Regions from separate parts of the Mus musculus genome. Here regions 1 and 2 are each linked to region 3. A link is a contact called in public HiChIP or PLAC-seq data. All regions are on one chromosome and are shown on one strand. Each heading gives the region's core, a stretch centred on a gene start, on an enhancer-like site or on the middle of the called end of the contact. The rest is flanking DNA. Distances are from core to core; before and after follow the strand shown. Region 1 overlaps Gm31718 (a long non-coding RNA gene). Region 2 overlaps Gm31718 (a long non-coding RNA gene). Region 3 has its middle 32 kb from the start of Gm51605.

Region 1 (2,700 bases), core at 177-2,676, 350 kb after region 3:
ATTGTTCAAGTGCCTGTCACTCAAGGATGAGGATCTGAGATCAATTCCCAGAAGTCACATTTTAAAAAAAGCTGAGTGTGGTGATGACTACTGTGCTAGGGAGGTAGAGATCAGCCTGACCCAGAGAAGCTCACTAGCCTAACCTGCTAGATGATTTCCAGGCCAGTGAGAGACCCTGCCTCAGAACAAAAAGACGACTGGCGCCTGTGATATAACACCTGAGGTCATCCTCTGCACCCATGCATCTTACCTGCACACGTGCATGTGCACCCACACATACAAAAGGTAACAGACTAGGAGAAGACTTGAAATTTGTGTTCAGTCATTGATGGAAGGCTTGGAGTGATAGAAACACCTCAAAAAAAGAAAGTAGTAACCCAGACACTCTGTAAGACCCTTGAGCGAGCTCAGCCTTTGATGACTGCCATTTTGCACACCCTTGACGCTTCTTAGCTCCTCTTCTAGAAGATGCAGTTTCCCCCGTGGAACTCTGGGAATGAAGGTTACCATATCCAGCCCTGTACACTGGTTTAGGGATTTAGCCCAAGGCTGGTGCTTTAAAAAAAAAAAAAAAAAAATCCTTCCTTTAGCCTCCCAGAGACAGGCTGCTCATTTCCATTGCTAAGGTGGAGGAAGAGATAAAGGGATTTATTATCTGAACATTCCAGGGCCTCCCAAACAAATCTGTTCCTCCCTCTAACCACCCCCACCCCCCCGCTCCCCAAAAAGCTGGACCGAGTTTTAAAACATAAGTGTGTTTTGTTCCCAAGCCAGCTTGTCCGTCTCGGCGGCACTCATACACGCAGGGCCTCCTTATCAAATCACAGACTGCTAAGTCACAGAGCAGGAGAGTTCTGGTTCAGCACACCTCATGAGCTGCAAGCCCCAAGAAGGATGTCTGTGTCTGCCTTGCTTGTCATTAGCATCTCATGGTCACATGGCAGTGCCTGCGTCATTCAACCACTGGCAAAGAAAACAGAATGAGGTCAGCCACGAGGGAGAACAAACGGCATAGCTCAAGGAGCACAAACGCAAGCCTGGAAACTTGGGGGGTTGGGGGGGCAGGCTTGTGAGGGGGTGAGTTGTGGCTGATCACAGCCTCCTGGTGGTCCCTCTCTGTGTTCCCTGGTGTTTGCACAGCCCAGGTTACAAATCTGGGCATCATCACCACCAATATCCCCATAGTAAAGGTGACAGACTGGACAGAGCATGCCACATCCCTTGCAGCAGGGTAGAGTCTGGAGCCGCCACGCACCCTCCCCTTCCCTTGTAGAATGGAAGGTGCCAGCCACTTGGGGGTCAGAGTTTGAGGGGAGGCTCTTCTGAGGAATGTGTCTGTGGAGAAATCCATGCTCCCTAGAGGGAAGTGGGGACTGTCCCTGCACATCAGACTGTGGCAGAGCTTACCCCAGGATGCCCTTTAATGAGAGCAGAGAAGACTAGGCCCTTTGCCAGCCAGGACCTCAGAGTCTAAATAGGGTTGCAGTAGGCTGGCAAAGGTCCCTGAGGCCTGTAAATGTGAGGAATCTGGTGGGGGTTTTGTTTGTTTGTTTGGTTGGTTGGTTGGTTTTGTTTTCTAAGGAAATGGGTCTTTGCAAATACGAATAAGGACTGTGAGATAGAACAGTTATCCCAGGTGCCTCACAACTGAGAAGGGCAAAAGCCCCCATATACAATGACTTGTGTACTTAAAAGACAGAGGCCGGGCAGTGGTGACACACGCCTTTAATCCCAGCACTTGGGAGACAGAGACAGGCGAATTTCTGTGTTTGAGGCCAGCCTGGTCTACAGAGTGAGTTCCAGGACAGCCAGGACTACACAGAGAAACCCTGTCTCGGAAAAACAAAAACAAAAAAAAAACAAAACAAAACAAAACAAAAACAAAACAAACAAACAAAAAGACAGAGGCCAAGTGTATCAATTACTTCCTTAGTTGCTGTGACAGAATACCTGTTGAAAGCAACAGAATACCTGTTGAAAGCAGCTTCGGTGAGGAAAGGTTTATTCTGGCTCACAGTCGAGAGGATACAATCCACCACAGAGGGGAAGGAGAGCAGGAGGCAAAGGTGGCTTGCCACTGTGGCGGCACAATCGTGAGGTGGATAGTCACATCCCACGCGCAGTCAGAAAGCACCACAGCGAAAAGCCTCTGGAGAAAGGAACCTCACAGAAACGTTGACCTCAGCCTTCCAGCCTCCAGAGCTTCGAGCAAGAAGGTCTCTGCTGACCAAGCATGGGAGCATGGGCAGACGAAGACACCTCATACATAAACCAGAAGAGGGTAGCTCTTAAAACTTAAAGTCCACCACCACTCCCACTCTCACCAAGCCACTCCCTCCAGCTGAGCTGCTCTACCTTCTGAAGTTTCCACACCTCCCAAACAGCGCCATCTGTAGGCAACCAAGCGTTCAAACACAGGAGCCTAAGGGAAGTGGTGGTTGAGGAGCTGAGGCCACAAACTAATCAATGGCAGACAACACCCCACCCCACCCACCCCCAGCTGGAAGGGATCAAAGTGGGTCCTTCCCTGGATCCTTGGAGGGAATGCAGTTCCGTGGACACAGCCAAACGAAAGTGCCGTCAAACTTCTGCCCTCCAGAACCGCGAGAGAACAAACTGCTGTCTTATGTCTCTTTGTGACAGCAGCCAAGAGGACATCATTCATTATACAGAAGCTGACGACTACCTGCTTGAGTGTCA
Region 2 (2,700 bases), core at 20-2,519, 370 kb after region 3:
ACACATACACACACTTTAATAAAGATAATTTTTTAAAATAAACCTTTCACTAAGTCATTTTAATGCAAACTATTATGATGCTAGCATTAGTTTGTAAGAAGCATACTTGTATTTTTTTATTTGCTTATTTAGTTTTGATTTTTCAGTATTGGAGATTGAATACAGGGTCTTGCATAGGACAGGCAAGCATTCTATTACTGAGCTACATCTTTCTAGATTTTCTAAAATTCAAATTTCGACACAGGGTCTCACCGAGTCAGCCAGACAGAACACAACTGTTACAAATCTGTATGAGTTGCTGAGATTACAGGTGTATACATCAGGCCCAGTGCCGAGCCTTGCACCTAGGCATAACCTGTCTGACAGAAGGCCCTTGGTGCTTCATACTTGTATACTAAGTACTTCCTATTGATTGATTGGTGGCCAGCTGCATGAAGACACACTTCCTTTTGGAAGGAGACTGAGCAGCTCCGGGTGCTCACATTGCTTAGAAAGCTGTCAGTACAGTGATGGTCCAGGCTACTTAGTTCTCAGCACTGCCCTATGCTTGCTTCTTATAAACTCCATTTGCTTTACGCCCCTGGACTTAGCAGAACACCTGCTTTGGAAAGGGTTTGGTGATAATTGAGGTGGGAGGTAGACGGATAGGTAAAAGAGTAAAGTTCACCCTGGATAAAGAAAGGCTTGGGAGCAAAGGTTACAACCAACAGAGGAAGCACCTAGGGGTGCGCATTCACAGGAGGGAGGCCAGCCTTTGAACCACCTGAATATGCAAAATACAAACACGTATCAGCAAAGGAATTTGGCACCAAACATGTGACATATCTCATGACCTGTTTATAGGGATTGTTCTGGAAAATGAGAAAGACTCGGGTGTCAGCAATGACTAACCTTGTCAGCTGAAGAGAGGAAAAGTTAACCCCCCATCTGGCTTCGGGGCAAAGTCAGACCAGCATCCAGGACAAGTTCCGTGGAGGCTGGCAGCTGTGTGGGATCCTTTTTTTTTTTTTTTTTTTTTTCTTTTTTTTGCTGAGTGCCTAGTGCTACACTATTCCATTCGCAGCACAGCTAGTGACCACAAGAACTCAAGGAGCTGTCATGCCACCAGCTGTGCTGTGACTAACAGCTACCTGGGGGGTCCTGATACTCTGTATCCCAAAACTTCTCCCACAACCACCCAGCAGCTGCCGACCAGTGTACTGGGCCAAACTAGAACTCACTCCAAAGCCCCAGGTAGGAGCATGTCCTACCTGAGACATCACCGAAACAACAGTCCAGTAGGAAGGAACATAGATCAATTGCCTTTGACCATGACCAATGGACACAGTGTTTTAGACAGTGTGGCTTGTGTGTCCGTGTTCATGTGTGTGTGTGTACACCTAGGTGTATGCCCATCGAGGCTAGTGATCAGCCTTGGAAGACAAAATGCTGATTCTCATGCTTTTGTGACAAACACTCAGCCGCCCGTGACTGGACTACCTCCGCAGACCTTGGTTTGCTTTTCTAAACAGTGTGTGTACACACAGGGCTCTACTGTTTGCACATACACACATCACACAGCTGCACATGGCTGAAAGCAAGCATGCCGGTAAGATCGAGGAGAGCCCCAGGGTCCCAACGGTCGGCTGGGTTGGCTACACAAGCTCAGCAGATCACATCTCCTTCAGCAAAATGAAACTCAAGGGATCAGTGTGAGGATATGACATGGCCAATTATCAGAGTCTTCCAGCCACATACAGGGAAATATAAGAGTTCCCAGGATCCTGCCTGGTGTGCCTCTTTGGCTGTTATCAGCTGTAAGAAGTTCCTGAAGACCAAGTTCCTTTGGATGTACCTGAGCTATTCCAAGGCTAACTTCAGCACACTTACTGAGCATCCACCACGTGTGATGGAGTGCACCAGAAACTGTTCTGTACCAAGGTAGGTCTTGCCTTCGGATGTTTGTCATGCACAGTATGAGAGGATCACACATAGCAGCCTCTAGCCCCAGAGTGCTCTCATTTACCAACACTCATTCCCACCCATAGTGTGAAGCTACCTCATGGGAAAGCCCCAGAAGTAAACAACTAAGGCACATAAGGTGATGTCCCTACTCTCCAGGACACCACACTTAGGTTGTGAATTATCCCCTTGTTTGGGACATGCTGGGTTTGCTACCCGCCCATCATCCAGCACCCAGTTCTGCAATCACACAGATGGTCTTGATATTGAAACGCTTAAATATTCAGGAAAAAATGAGAGTCTGTCATAGGCACGTATGTACGAGGTGTGTGTGTGTGGTGTAGATAACGTTCAGTACAATCAAAACTCAGGAAAACATAGCAGGCGAATTGTGGCTCTGTCTTTCTGCCCCATTACAAACACCATTACAAACACAGGAGCCAGCACAGCTTCTCCACAGAGAAGCAGCCCCCACCACGTGCAGCCAAGCAAAAATCCTTTTAGAGACAGACTTTTGAGGTCATTTTGAGGACTTTGATAATGCTTAGAAATTTCAAGCCTAGAAGATCAAAAGGCAAAAAGACATAAACACATCCAGGATTTTAAAGACTCGGGTATTGGTTAGGCAGTGGTGGTGCATGCCTTTAATCCCAGCACTCAGAAGACAGAGGCAAGTGGCCAGCCTGACCTTCAGAGTGAGTCCTAGGGCAGACAGAGAGAGAAACCCTGTCTCAAAAAAAAAAAAAAAAAAAAGAAAGA
Region 3 (2,700 bases), core at 193-2,692:
CTGCAATTGGAGTGCTATTCACTGCAGCTAAAGCACCATACAAGTAGTTGGAGCACCATGCCCTGCAGCTGGAGCACCATGCGCTGCAGCTGGAGCACCATGCACTGCAGTTGGAGTGCCATTCATCACATCAAGGGCTGAAGTTGCATTCAGATGTGACCTCACTACTTCCCATTTGTGAAGAACTAAGAAGCCATCCTGCCTTTTGCCTCCTGAGAGATGGCTCCAGACATGACCAGGAACATGACCCTTTAATTCACAGCACCTACCACCAGGGTCTAGGGTCTCCCAGAATGGACAGAGTGGCCTCTGTCTTCACCTGGGCTTGAGAGGCTCTGGCTTTCTCTTTCCTGCCCCCAGAGTTCTGTCCAAAGAAGGAAGCAGATAGTGAAGACCTAGAAAGAGAGCAAGGAAGGACTGACATGGGCTCCAGAAAGAAGTGAGTACATTCCTTGTATTCTTTGTAGATGACTCTCCAGCCTGCATCAGCCTCGGGCGAGTCCCAGGCCTGCAGCAAACCCTGTCTGCCCACAGGGCTGTCTCAACACGCTGTTTGCAAAGTCAAGTTTGCAGTGTAAATTCTGTTCTCCCTTGCTTTCTTCAGGGATTCACAGATGGGCTCTCAGCGGCTCTTCCTCTCCAAGCCTCTTTGGTGCTGAAAAGTGAGGTCACTGCTCTGGAACATGCCATCCCTGTCAGAACAGGTCCTCCAGGCAGCCATGCGGCCGCAGGGCCAGCAGGGTGGGCCGTGCTGGCTCCCAGTCCTGCCCTGACTTAGATCTCTCTTGGGCACTATTTTGGGCAGATTTTTTTCTCCCCATCTTGCTCTTTATCATAAGCCCATTGGGCAAATGACAGCGGTATTGCAAGCTTGAATGGGCTTGTTTGACAAGCCAACTTTCACCCTGTGAGCTGCCACCGGCTCCTGCAACTCTGTGAGAAGGACAAGCAAGCAACTCCAGCTACTTCCTTGATGTAACTGACTTTTGAGTTTAAGATGTCTTGTTGTCATCTCCCTGGTTGCGAGGACAAGAGGGAGAAGACGGGACTCATCCTCCTGTGCATCTGTAGTTGGCACTTGTCAAAGCCCTTTTTGCTCTGAAGCCCCACCCCTCAGAGCACAGACAGGCACTTGGAGGGGACCTCTCCCAAGTACAAATGATTACACTCAAAGACACTGCTGATAAATGTCATGGGCCAGTGGCTCAGTGGGTAAAGTGCTTACTGTGTAAATATGAGGACCTGAGTTCCTATCACCAGAGCCCATGTTAGAGCCTGATGTGGTACCCAGGACGTTCTGAACAGGTCCAGCCAAGAAGAGAGTTGGTTTGCAGAGGGCAGAGGGATAAGGAAGCTCAGATTCCCTGCTGGAGGTAGTGGGTGTGGCCATGCTACAATACTCTGGTTGGGCGGGTAGGCTAAAATCAGAGAGGCTAGGGCAAGCAGCCACGAACTGTGCCGCAGCAGGGAGCAGTGATTCATAAATCTGCCTGGGGAGAGCCCTAATCCCAGCCCTTCATCACTTCCCCCCTTGCCTCCTACCATGCCACCCTGCATGACCGATAATTCTCCTCCCTGGGAATGAGATGCCGTTGATGTTTCAAAGACTTCTTCCTGATTCTCACATGGACTAGAAATCCTTTGAAGGGCTGGGATGGATGGCCTAGCAGTCAGAGTGTCTGCTGAGTAAATCTGAATCTCCAGAACATATATATAAAAAGCCAGACATGATGACATTCCCCTGTAATCCTAGTCCTGGGGAGATGAAGACAGGATCTCCTGGAGGTTCACTGGGCTAGTCAGTTCAGCCTAATGGATGAGTTCTAGGCTCATTAAGAGAACTTGTCTCAAAACAGTAAAATACGGAAGGCACCCACAGACCCCTGACCTTCACACACATTCACACACATGTATGTATGTGCATATGAACATGTATAATGCATTAGCACACACACATACACACACTCACACACACACATACCTGAAATCTCTGTATTGAACAAAGAACCAGCCTTAGGTCCTGTTTGGAACATCTTAAAGACCCTGACTCATGGTCAACTGTTTTCAGAGGTCCGACAAGATCTCCAGAACTACAGAGGTTTTATTCAGGGGGCCATGTACTCATTGGCAGGGCACCGGGAACCATATCTGCTCCAACCCCTGTCCTCTCAGGCCTTTGTAGGCATAGCTCTTTCCAGATGGCTGCCCTCACCCCATTCTTTTGTCTGTTCAGGTTGGGGTCCTTGATTTCTTATCCACAGAGCTGTAGGCTGTGACCTCAGTAGGTGCTGAGTCAGCTTGGAATCTAAAGTGCTACCTAGAGGCTGGGGTAAGGAGGAAAGGCCAGTGCAGAACAGCAGGCTGGATCTGTCTGTAAATGAGTGGGTGGGGGTTAGATCTCAAGCCTGGACCCTTGCATGTGGGAGCTGCACTCCCAGCTCTATGAACCAGGCTTCAAGAGATGGGGGCAGAATCCACCTTCTTCTCCATCTCAGTTCCTGTCCCCTGAGTTGCACCTGGCCTGGTGCTCAGTCGAGGGTGTCTTTTCCAATATGGAAGGTCCTGGAGAAAGCATCATCAAGATCAAGAGATAGGGACAGAATCTAAAGGGATCTCCTTGAGTCAAGATGGACATTCCTGGGGGCAGCAGACTCAGAGTTTCCTGGCAAGCTAGGATATGGTACCTTGAGGAGTGATTTT

Evidence for each region. HiChIP or PLAC-seq counts read pairs in DNA pulled down with a chosen protein or histone mark.
Region 1: a contact with region 3 is called in an HNF4G HiChIP or PLAC-seq map of pancreatic cancer cells. The contact joins two enhancer-like sites. A contact is called at or near these places in 1 of 15 datasets of contacts at CTCF or cohesin (the NIH/3T3 cell line), 1 of 484 Hi-C or Micro-C datasets (bone marrow-derived macrophages), 12 of 115 datasets of contacts at active chromatin or transcription factors (the HPC-7 cell line, astrocytes, cardiomyocytes and 9 more) and 2 of 9 other capture datasets (bone marrow-derived macrophages and embryonic stem cells).
Region 2: a FOXA1 HiChIP or PLAC-seq map of pancreatic cancer cells shows a contact between it and region 3. The contact joins two enhancer-like sites. A contact is called at or near these places in 1 of 15 datasets of contacts at CTCF or cohesin (large pre-B cells), 2 of 484 Hi-C or Micro-C datasets (bone marrow-derived macrophages and muscle stem cells) and 15 of 115 datasets of contacts at active chromatin or transcription factors (the HPC-7 cell line, VIP interneurons, cardiomyocytes and 11 more).

Annotation. Positions count from the first base shown.
Region 1 is chr8:126,883,400-126,886,099 of GRCm38.p6, forward strand. All of the region lies in intron 1 of Gm31718 (a long non-coding RNA gene), which reads right to left. Among named protein-coding and RNA genes, the nearest start is that of Gm31718, 24 kb to the right of the region's middle. Within about 2 kb of position 1,427, at least 153 of the 459 cell types and tissues checked have an H3K27ac peak or open chromatin away from gene starts, as enhancers often do. A contact at or near this core is called in fibro-adipogenic progenitors and pancreatic cancer cells, where this site is marked.
Region 2 is chr8:126,902,597-126,905,296 of GRCm38.p6, forward strand. The region is part of intron 1 of Gm31718 (a long non-coding RNA gene); the gene reads right to left. Among named protein-coding and RNA genes, the nearest start is that of Gm31718, 4.4 kb to the right of the region's middle. Within about 2 kb of position 1,270, at least 32 of the 459 cell types and tissues checked have an H3K27ac peak or open chromatin away from gene starts, as enhancers often do. A contact at or near this core is called in pancreatic cancer cells, where this site is marked.
Region 3 is chr8:126,531,044-126,533,743 of GRCm38.p6, forward strand. No RefSeq gene overlaps it. Among named protein-coding and RNA genes, the nearest start is that of Gm51605, 32 kb to the left of the region's middle. Within about 2 kb of position 1,443, at least 71 of the 459 cell types and tissues checked have an H3K27ac peak or open chromatin away from gene starts, as enhancers often do. A contact at or near this core is called in fibro-adipogenic progenitors and pancreatic cancer cells, where this site is marked.